Regions from separate parts of the Sus scrofa genome. Here region 1 is linked to region 2. The links are chromatin contacts, called in public HiChIP or PLAC-seq maps. All regions are on one chromosome and are shown on one strand. Each heading gives the region's core, a stretch centred on a gene start, on an enhancer-like site or on the middle of the called end of the contact. The rest is flanking DNA. Distances are from core to core; before and after follow the strand shown.

Region 1 (5,366 bases), core at 2,122-4,621, 89 kb after region 2:
ACCACCAGCATCGATGTTTGTAACAGAAAATGCACTTGGAAGAACTGACAGTGACCAGCATTTTTTTTTTTTTTTTTTTTTTTTTTTTTTTGCCATTTCTTGGGCCACTCCCGCAGCATATGGAGGTTCCCAGGCTAGGGGTCAAATCGAAGCTCTAGCCGCCGGGCTACACCAGAGCCACAGCAACGCAGGATCTGAGCCGCGTCTGGAACCTGCACCACAGCTCACGGCAATGTTGGATCCTTAACCCACTGAGCAAGGCCAGGGATTGAGCCTGCAACCTCACGGTTCCTAGTCGGATTCGTTTAACCACTGAGTCACAACAGGAACTCCTGTGACCAGCATTTTGGAACCCCATTTACAAATGCAACTATGCAGATTTCTGGAGCTCCAGCTCATGGACACTCTGCTCTTAGTCATTATACCTACTGTCTCTTCTGTAAGTTAGAGGTTGTGTAGGGTACTGAGTAATTATTAATCCATTACACTCACCATGTTCCTAACTACAGCAAAGGCCCCCCAAAGGTGCAAAGAGGAAGACCCTGTCTCAGAGCCCTCCAGCGAAACAGAACCAATAGAAAAGATAGATAGGAGCTCCCGTTGTGGCTCAGCAGAAACAAACTTGACTAGTATCCGTGAGAATGCAGGTTTGATCCCTGGCCTCGTTCAATGGGTTAAGGATCTGGCGTTGCGGTGAGCTGTGGGGTAGGTCCCGGACATGGCTTGGATCTTGCGTTGCTGTGACTGTGGTACAGGCTGGCAGCTGCAGCTCCGATTCAACCCCTAACCTGGGAACTTACACATGCTGTGGGCGTGGCCCTAAAAAGACAAAAAAAAAAAAAAAAAAAAGAGAGAGAGAGAGAAAGAAAAAGAAAAAAGAAAAGATAGATAATAAATAGATAGATGATAAAAGGATAGCTGGATAGGAATTGACTCATGCAAGTATAGAAACCCCAAGACTTTGAGAAGTCCCAAGATTTGCAAGCTGGAGCCCCAGAAGAGCTAATGATATAAATTCCAGTCCAAGCCAAGTGTGAAGACAGAAGACCTATGTCCAGTTCAAAGACAATCAGCAGGGAGAGATTCTCCCTTCCTCAGCATTTTCCTGTCTTGAGATCTTCAGTGGGTTGGATGAAGTTCACTCACATTAAGGAGAAAAATCTGCTTTACTGTTGTTCCATTCAAATATTAACCTCCTCCTAAAAGCACCCTCACAGACACACTCAGAATAACCAGGAACCCCATGGCCCAGTCAAGTAGATACAATCAATCTGACTAGTATCCATGAGGATGAGGGTTCGATCCCTGGCCTCACTCAGTGAGTTAAGGATCCAGCATTACTGTGAACTCTGGTGTAGTCACAGATGCAGCTCGGATCCTGTGGCTGTGGTGTAGGCTGGCAACTGCAGCCCTAGCCTGGGAACTTCCAAATGCTGGGGATGTGACCCTAAAAAGACCAAAAAAAAAAAAAATCAAACCATCACAACTCCCCCCACCCCGTGCCCCCCCCACCTTCAGCCACCCCCACATGAGCCCAAGGTAGTGATTGCAAAGGTGCAGAAACCCTAGAGGTCAGGGATGGTGACAGTACCTTGAGCCACAGACTCGCACAGTGACAAATGCTGCTGCTGCTCTCTGCTCACTCACCCACGTTCACCCCTCTTCCCACATTTCTGCCTCTCCAGTCCCTCCAACCGCCCCCATCAATGAGGAGATGGGAGATGAGCTGCACCCCACCCCCGACCCAACATCCTGGGTCCTCAAAACTTTGGTTCAGGTTTTTGACTCAACAGGGGGCACAGCCTGGCTCAGATCTAGTCTGGGCATGAGAACCTGCCCCTGTTTTCTCTGGGTTCTAAGGTCCCAGACTTTGGAGTTGGAAACTCCGTGACAATGTGAGCTGTAAATCTTCGTGGCAGAAAAGAAAGGCTACAGGATAGAGGACAAGAGTGGGCATGGCAGAGAGATGGCTGTGAAGGAGGGGGGTGTGGGGAGCACAGGAGCTGGCAGCTGGTGAGCAGAAGAAATTGGGAGCTGAAAGGTCTAGAGGTTACAGACAGATGGATTCCTCAAGTGGAATCCAGCCCATAGGAACGTTTGTTTAGATTATACAATATTTTTATTTATTTATTTAGTCTTTTTAGGGCCACACCCATGGCATAGGGAGGTTCCCAGGCTAGGGGTCGAATTGAAGCTATAGCTGCTGGCCTGCACCATAACCACAGCAACACCAGATCCAAGCCACGTCTGTGACCTACACCACAGCTCACGGCAACACTGGATCCTTAACCCACTGAGCAAGGCCAGGGATCAAACCCGCATCCTCATGGATACTAGTCAGGTTTGTTAACCACTGAGCCACCATGGGAACTCCATAGATTATACAATATTGTTGAAACACTTGAGCCTGGTGTTCAAAAAGCATGTGTTGTATCGAATTCCAAGATTTCCAGCATCCTTGGCAAATCAGAAGATGTGGTGACAGTGGACCCCCATTCCCCACATGACAGCTGGCTGCAATTCTGTGAGCACTGCCCTCTCTAGAAGGTATGACCTTTATTTCGCTAGAGTCTCCACCACTCCCTATTGCCCTCCACCACCAAGGCTCAGCATCATTATCATTCCGCACTGAGCTAGCACTGTTTTTCCTGTTCCCAACCTGTCTCATGGTTTATCTTCCCTGCCTGGCCTCCTTGGACGCCTAAACTTGTGACCTCTTAACTAGTCTGAGCCCTTCATTTAACAGAAGAAATAAGCTCAGAGGCAGGACAGGATCTGGTGACAACGTCAAATGGATCCATGGTAGAAGCAAGACCAGAATTCCAGGACCCTCTTCTTCAGAGGACCTCCTTAGCCTGGAACTTCAATGCATGTCCCCGTGGCCGGGCTTGGAAGGTCTTTTCCTTTGTGGCACTCCTAGGTGGTCATGGGGACTCCCTCCCACCCATTAGGCCAACCTGCTGCCATAGGACCCAAGGTCAAAAAGGAAAAGGGCCTGTTTGTGTGGCGCTGGAGGGTTAGTCGTGTGATCTAGACGTGAATGCTCAAGTGGCAGGAAGCGTCTGAAATCAGAGCTAACTTGGGAGGCAGAAAACTCGGGGTTCCCGGAAGGGAGCCAGAGGGTGGTGCGAGGCTCACGCCAGGAGGGGAATGAAAGCCTGTTCTGTGGCCACCCAGACCCTTCCGTCAGAGCTGGCCACTTCTGCCTTTGGAAAGTGTTTCACAATGCCCCGGGCATGTGTGAGGACAGCCAAGTTGAGCTGAAGATGCGTAAAAGGCTATAGACCCACACACTCACCGGTTCCCAGAGAGGACGGGTGGACCAGAGAGCCACCCAGCACACCACTCACACAGAGAGCATCTGAGTCTGTGGTCCTCATGACAGGTGAGTAGCCCCCTCTGTCCAGGGACAGAGCCTGGATTGGAGCAGGAGGAGAGCATCAGGAGGGGCAAGGGAAGCCCCAGGTCCCCTGTGGGAGTCCTGGTCTTGACCACAATTCTGGACAGGAGCCTGGGGTCAGGCGCTTCACGTTGCCAAGGGCAGAGCCTCCCCCTGCCTCATCTCTGTGGGTTTGGAACCTCTGGGGTTTCCCTGGAAGCTGGAGGCAGGGATGAGACCAAAGGACACACACGTTGGCGTCAGTCTTCCCTGCTCAGAGCCCATGCCCTCTCCACATCCTCTGTGGCAAGAGGCCATCAGGATCTGGGGACCTCTGCATTCACATGGAAGGAGAGGAATCCAGAAGGCTCTGCTTCTCACACATCTTCTGGAAGGTCTGGTCGAGGGATGGATGTGATGGACTGAAGAAAGAAATCAAGGGCTCCTATTCAGCTGGGGCTTCATTTGCTTTCGCCCTGCCACCAGAAACAGGCAGGTCACTCACCAAGGCTCTTGGGGCCCCTGGCAGGTGACACAGGCCCCCCAAAGCAGAGCAGAACCCAATATGGCTCCATCTCCAGCTCACCGAGTCCAGGGCCACCACAAGTACCTCCCGGAGGGACCTACCTGAGTGAGAAGATCCCCATCCCGAATGCAGAACCGGTGAGAATGCTGGAAACTTCCTGGGGTCTTTTAGGATGGATAGGATCCCATGGGATCTCTCTGGCCAAGGGAGGGAGGTCCCCCGAAGACCAGGGCAAGTCCCTTCCAGATGGAGAGTGGTAACTGCCGTCTTCCTGTTTCTGTCCCCAGTGTTTGGCTGGGGTGCTGACAATTTGTCTAAAAATCACCAGGCAGCTTTTTGAACAAATCTGAACTTTCCTGGGAAGGGAAAGGGACCTGGGGTGCATTGAGATTGGAGCCTTGAGGATTTGTTGTAACTTTGAAGGAAAGGAGGCAGACTAAGGCATCAGGAGATGTGGAACTTGCGGGCTGGCTTCTAGGGCAGTGTTCCCTTGCATTGCCAGAATCTTTAGCAGATGCCCAGGCTGCCAGACCTAGCCCTGGAATGGGGGTGGGAAGACCCTAAGCTCAGGGGACTTCAGAGAGAAGAACCTGTGGTCTGAGAAGGGGCTGGGGAAGGAGGAGCTGGGCCACAAAAGCCTGACCCAGGGAAGCTCCCCTTCGGGCTCTGAGGATCTCCTGAGTCAGGGCTGGCGTGGGGTCAGATGTAGGCCACAGACACTGAAGCATCCAGAAAGCTGATCTGCCGTGACTCAGCAAACCCTGAGGTTTTCCCACCTGCATGCTCCACTCACCCGCAGGCCTGGCAGCTCCAGGAATGGGGAATGGAGGACAGGACTGGCCAACCTGGGCCAGTGAGCCCAGGGTGGGGTGGGGGTGGGGCGTGGTGGGGGGACTCAGCTGGGGGAGCTGGTCCAGGCCAACTGCCCCCACCCTTTTGCCCAGGACCTCTCACACTCCGTCCTCCCCACCCCGACCACAGGGCACATTCAGCCTCCGCAAGCTGTGGGCCTTCACCGGGCCCGGCTTCCTCATGAGCATTGCTTACCTGGACCCGGGAAACATCCAGTCGGATCTTCAGGCTGGCGCTGTGGCTGGATTCAAAGTGATCAAGTCGGGGCACCGTGGGCGGCGGGGGGGGGGACCAGATGGGTGGAGACCGCCAGTTTGCCACATTTCCCCAAGGTGGCGTACATGGCTCGTGTTCCTGGGAGCAGGTGTTGTTCAAATGGGCCAGAAAGGGGTCCCCAGGGAAGCCCTACCAGAGTGTGTGTGTGTGGGGGGGTCTTCTCGCTCCATCTTCCCCACTCTCTCCTCAGGGAGTGTCCTTACTTAGTGGGTACCAATAGCTCGGGGCTTCTTGGGGACTGGTCCCTCTGGCTGACGGCCTCTCCCCGACTTCTCACAGCTGCTCTGGGTGCTGCTGTGGGCCACGGTGTTGGGTTTGCTCTGCCAGCGACTT
Region 2 (5,702 bases), core at 1,918-4,417:
GGGACCTTCCACATCCAGGTGTTGCCGTCAGCCGTGCCCGCCAGCAGGACAGGTGCCCGCGGGTGCCACTCCATCCACTGGGCAGAAAGAAGGGTTCAGCAAGGAGGCCCCGCATGCTATCTCACCTACAAGTGGGCCCCCGGAGCCGCACTGAGCTTTCCCTGCTCAGAGTCAGCAAGGATGCCCCAGGGAGCAGGCCTGGCACTCCTGCTGTACATCGGGAGCGCCCTGGCTCAGAGCTGGCCGAGCCGGCTCAAGGCAGCCGGGACTCCCCAAGCTCTCACCCCCGCCCCCGGCCCCACGGAGCGGAATCCCACTCTGAAGATCTCACCTCCAGATCTCCCGCTTCAAAAGACCAGACCTCCTCCTTGGTGTCCACCTGCCATACTTTCAAGAGGCCACTCATGTCCCCTGTGGCCACAAGGGTAGAGTCGTGGCTGAAACCGGCACAAGTCACAGAGTCTTTATGGCCTGCAGGGAAGAGTGAGCAGAGAGAAGAGAACGTCAGGGTCTGGTGCCAGAGACACGGGACCCAGGCATCTGGCCCCCAGAAGGGACCAACTGGGATTTAAAAAAAAAAAAAGGATGGGTCCCAGCTGAACCGGTAACCAAACACACAGCTGCTTTAGGAGCCAGCACTCCCCGGTCTCCCACTCAAACAGGCCTGCGTGTTCCCCATTCTGTCCATTCCACATCTCCACCCGAAACACGCACCCACTCCTTTCTGGCCCAATACGCCTTCACCAGTGTCGCCTCCTCCTAGACTCCCTTGGCCCATCTGTGCCTCCCTCTCCTAGACCCACAGGGCTCTGTTCTTTGGGGCCCTTGGGCCAAATGGAGATCAACAAATGGCTGCTGGATGCACAACGGCAGCGGGCCAGCCCCCTAAGCCCCTCCCCCGAACCCCCGCACCTGCACACTCAAAGAGCAGTTCCCCATCGCTGAGCCGCCACACGAAGGCTTTGTCATCCTCGCCCCCTGTCACTGCCAAGGTGTTGGTCTTGGGGTCCAGGCTCACGCAAAACACAGATGCTGTCCCAAGAGATACTCCATGAGTAAGGGGACTGGACTCCCACCTAGGGTTCTGTCCTCTGGGACCTTTGGGAAGCCACCCCCTTCCACCCAGAGCAACACGTCTTTCCTCCTGGAAAAGAAGGGTGCCTCCAAGTTCTTCTCAGCTTCAGGCCTCAGGTTGTTGGAGAAATCCCTCCCCAAGCTTGCCAAACTTGCCAGTCCTCCAGGGCAGAACCCTCCTCTGCTCCCTTGACCACCCCACACTGAGGCCATGGACAAGAGGAGGGTACGTGTCCTGGGCTTACATTTCTCAGCATGGGATGCCACCAAGCTAGGGACTGCGTGAGGAGGGCACTGTGTCACCAATTCCTCACTGAGAACCCCCTAGTGTTGAGGTTCCCATCGTGGCTCCATGGTTAACAAACCCAATTAGTATCCATGAGGTTGAAGGTTTGATCCTTGGCCTTGCTCAGTGGGTTAAGGATCCAGAGTTGCCATGAGCTGTGATGTAGATCGCAACACAGCTCAGATCCCACGTTGCTGTGGCTGCGGGGTAGGACGGAGGCTACAGCTCCGATTCGACCCCTGGCCTTGGAACTTCCCTATGCCGTGGACAAGGCCCTAAGAAGCAAAAAAAAAAAAAAAAAAAAAAAAAAAAAGAGAGAGCTAATGTTTTAAGAGGACTACCAAAAACATGCTCCAAAAGGTACTATTACCTCTAATTCACACTAAAGTAACTTTCACCAATGACAACTGTCGAAAAAAGAAACTAAAACGCAGCGGTGTTGATAAAGATCATACACAGGCAAGCAACAGGGATAGGATTTGAACCCAAGTGTCTCAACTGACTCCAAGAGCCAAGCTCTCCTCCATGCCATCGCACTGCCCCCCTACCCGTGAGCTCCTCCAGGGCAGGGCCAGCATTTTCCCACCTCTGTGTCCCTCATAACGTGCCCTACACAGGGGACGCCTGATGCTCAAGTGCCCACCTGGACCGAGTTTATGACGGACCTCCTCAGGCACCTACCTGAGTGCAATGCAAAGGTGACCTCGCTATCGTCTGGGCCCTCCATGCTGCCGACCACCCCTTCCTGGGGTTCCAGAACCCAGCCCTCCTCATTGCCCTCTTCTTCTTCCTCTTCCTCAAAGTCCACATCTTCCATCTCCTGAGCCAGGTCGTCTGCTTTGGGGAGAGGGTTAAAAGACGAGGCTCGACAGGCGGTAAGTGGGATGCGAAGCGTGGGGAGGCCCGAGGCTGGGGTGGGTCATGTGGCAAGAGAGCAAGGTGAGGTCAGACAGAAGGGGTGAAGAGGCGGCAGGGAGGAGGGGGGGCGTGTGGGACGGAGGACAGGAGAGGTCTGAGGACCTGGGGTTGGCCAGCGACCGTGTGGGAAGGGAGGACCGAGGGGATGATGGGAAGGGGGTGTGTGAGGGGAAGGGCCAGAGGAGGCGTCAGGGGAACCCCCACCCCGGCCAGGCCTGAGAACTAAGTGTGGGGTTGGGGGAGAGAGGAAGGGCGAAGGAGGTCAGTGGGACTGACCGGTGGGGTGGGGGGAGAAGGGGAGGGAGGGGAAGCAAGGGTCAAAGGCCAGGGGTGAGCGCCTCCTGTCCCATGGCCTGAGGATCAGCAGCTCTCACCCGGGTCCGGCGGACCGGGATCCAGTTCTACCACCTCGATAATCTCTTCATCACCATGGAAGCTTAGGGTCTCCAGTGGGGGGTGTCAGCGGCAGCCCCGCTTTCCGATTCAGACTCCATGCGGCGCAAGCGGCGGATCCACTTCTCTGGGCCCAAACGCCTCCCAGAGTCAGCTCTGCGCGACGACGCGGAACTCGAGCCCCTCCTCCCGGGAGGAAGTAGGAGTAGGCGACCACCCGGCAGAGAGAGCGACGGCCTCTCGACCAATAGCGAAGGGGGTGGACTCGCTGAACCACCAATCACAGGGCAGAGTTGGGAGAAGAGCCCGGGGCGTGGTCGGGGGAACCCAAACTCCGCCCGGCCTGACTCCGCCCCCAACAGGAGAGAAACAAGCGAGCGTGCGCGCCTCCGGGGTCTCCTGGGAAGAGTAGTTCTCCTGGGTCCGCTCCGCAGGCTTCTGGGAAATGTAGTTTCTGATCTGTAGGACAGACGGAAGGAGCGGGGGAGGCCCCTTACGCAAACTACAATTCCCGGCGGGGAGCGCGGTGAAGGGGGGTGGGATCTGAACATGGCGGCGGTGGTAGCTGCTACGGCGCTGAAGGGCCGGGGGGCGAGAAATGCCCGCGTCCTCCGGGGTAAGGAGAGGGACCCTGGGGAGGGTAGGACTGCAGGGGATCCCTTTTTTTTCACATCTCGCTCAGTGATAGCGGAAGGTCAGGGTGTTGTTTGCTGCCTGCACCCCTCTGCAGGATCTTAAAGAGTCAGGGGGCTAAAAGATGCTGTCTAGAGGTCACCCACTCCATCCCCTCAGCCTTCCGGTTACACCGTAACTCTGGAGTCTTGGAGCGAAAGGGAGCCCCGAGGAAGCCTTCTAGACTCCCGCGTTCTAGATGTTTCACACTCACCGCAGTGCAGAGGAAAGAGCCCTGGGCTTCTGAAGGCTTGGGTTCTAGCCACGGATAATTAGCAGTTTGACCTTGGGCGAAGCAGTTCGTCTCTCGGGGCGTCAGTTTCCTCTTCTATAAAATGAGGGGATGGAGTAGACTACCTTTACGCTCCCTTCCAGTACTAACATTCTGCAGTTTGGAAACCTTTTCTCGGATTTCCTTCATACGCCTCTTGTGAGCCCCACTGCAGTCCTTCACATCCTGCCGTCTGAAATGAAGAACAGCGAAGCTCGCTCTCCTGGCACCGGGGTGATGAGCCCGCAGTGACGTGGAAGTGGCTTTCAAAGGTGCCACCTCGATGGCAATTTTCCCATTTCCCTCTGGACTCTCCCTGGCACTTGTTACTCCAGACCGCAGTCACTCCCCTTCCTCAGATCACAACCACTCCTCCCCGGGATTCCTTCTCATCCTCTCTCACTGACTTTCCTTGCCTCCATCCACAGGGATTCTCTCAGGAGCCACAGCTAACAAGGCTTCCCAGAACAGGACCCGGGCACTGCAAAGCCAGAGCTCCCCAGAGTGCAAGGAGGAGCCTGAACCCCTACCCCCTGAGCTGGAATACATTCCCAGAAAGAGGGGCAAGAACCCCATGAAAGCTGTGGGACTAGCCTGGTGAGTTTTAACCCTTTGCCCACCAATGGGGAGTGGCACCAGGGGAGGGTGGGACCCAGAAACTTCTCCAAGTTTCAGGTGGTGAGCTGAATCCAAGGTTGTGGAGACAGAATTGCTGGATGTGAGCATGGGCCTCTCAGAGGACTGGGGCAGGGGAGGTGGGAAAGTATGTGGAATTGGAGAGACAAGTAGGTTTTGTGTGGCGTAAATTGAGCTAATTTGATTGAGATTTGGGTCCCTGGCCTCATCCTCTCTTTGGGGAGCTTGGGGTGAGAGCCAGTTGAGCTCTTTGAGAAAATCGAACTCCCACGAGATTATGTTAGTTGTATAGTAGCAGCACCTACAAGGTGTTCAGTGCATTGTTATTTGGATCTGACGCTGATTTTAGTACGTATTATTGACTAATGTTAAAAGAAAAGGAGGGGGAAATTAACATTTTTTCCAGCACCTGAGGTGTGCCAATACTTTACAGTGTAATGTTTTAGTCTTTCCAAAATAAGTGTGACATCCCCATTTCACAGATGAGGGAACTGAGGCTCAGAGCTGGATTCTCACCAGATCTTGTGACTCCTTGCCTTTAACCTGCACAGAAGTACCTCCCACGTAGCGGTTACTCAGGTTAAAAATGGGAGTCTGGGAGCGGGTGTGGGGCGGTTCAGGCAGAGGGAATCTTTGCCAAGACCTGGAGAGGGGAAGAGGATGGGCTACCTGAGGAACCCTACACAGTCCCGAGGGCAGGGTGGCAGGGCTTATGCTGGGGAGTGTCAGGCTCAAGAGGAGAGAAATGACAAGGTAGACAGAGACCCAGCCACATTAGGCCTTTTGTGCTATGCCTAGGAATGCGAATTTGGCCAGGAAGTGATGGAGAGCTGTTAATAGGGTTTTGAGCAGGGCAGTGGTAGGATCCGAATCAAGCGGGGCCCTCCAGCAGCCAGCACAGAGGCTGAGTAGACACATGTGATATATTGCAGTGTTTGTGCAAGCTGAGGATTCTCCCCAGCTCCTCTGGCTCAGGCTTGGCCCCTCCCCCAATCCCATGCACATCTCCCCACCCCTAGGGCCATCGGCTTCCCCTGTGGTATCCTCCTCTTCATCCTCACCAAGCGGGAAGTGGACAAGGACCGTTTGAAGCAGATGAAGGCTCGGCAGAACATGCGGGCATCCAACACGGGCGAGTATGAGAGTCAGAGGTTCAGGGCCTCCTCCCATCATGCCCCGTCTCCTGAAGCTGTGTCCGGGGTGCAGTCGTGAGGAACACTGCAACCCTCCCCTAGACTGTGGCCTCCCAACTGTCAAGTCCTTTGGCTTTGGCCATGATTCTGGTCCTTGCCTCTGAGGCCCACCAGAGGGCGCATGAAGCCCAGGCTGCTGCCGGCCCTACCCTTCCCCTCCCTAGAAACCAGCCGAAGGCAAATAAAGTTACTGAGTGTTTGAGTGGAAAGGAACCAGGTTTGGGTTTGTGAGTCCCTTGGGATGGGAGGGGCAGAGGGT

Evidence for each region. HiChIP or PLAC-seq counts read pairs in DNA pulled down with a chosen protein or histone mark.
Region 1: an H3K27ac HiChIP or PLAC-seq map of skeletal muscle shows a contact between it and region 2. The contact joins the promoter of SLC11A1 here to the promoter of PNKD in region 2. A contact is called at or near these places in 1 of 5 promoter capture datasets (fetal liver), 10 of 47 Hi-C or Micro-C datasets (alveolar macrophages, embryonic fibroblasts, epiblast stem cells and 4 more) and 2 of 2 datasets of contacts at active chromatin or transcription factors (alveolar macrophages and skeletal muscle).

What each region holds. Positions count from the first base shown.
Region 1 is chr15:120,430,729-120,436,094 of Sscrofa11.1, forward strand. SLC11A1 (solute carrier family 11 member 1) reads left to right here and starts at 3,372. Exons shown (of 15, transcript NM_213821.2): 1 at 3,372-3,385; 2 at 3,909-4,042; 3 at 4,887-5,009; 4 at 5,313-5,366. The coding sequence starts at 3,379.
Region 2 is chr15:120,342,374-120,348,075 of Sscrofa11.1, forward strand. It overlaps PNKD (probable hydrolase PNKD), which reads left to right and starts at 3,168. Exons shown (of 10, transcript XM_021076195.1): 1 at 3,168-3,287; 2 at 4,043-4,211. The coding sequence starts at 3,221. AAMP (angio-associated migratory cell protein) reads right to left here and starts at 3,078. Exons shown (of 12, transcript XM_021076200.1): 1 at 2,739-3,078; 2 at 2,653-2,736; 3 at 2,042-2,194; 4 at 913-1,032; 5 at 332-471; 6 at 1-77. The coding sequence starts at 2,772.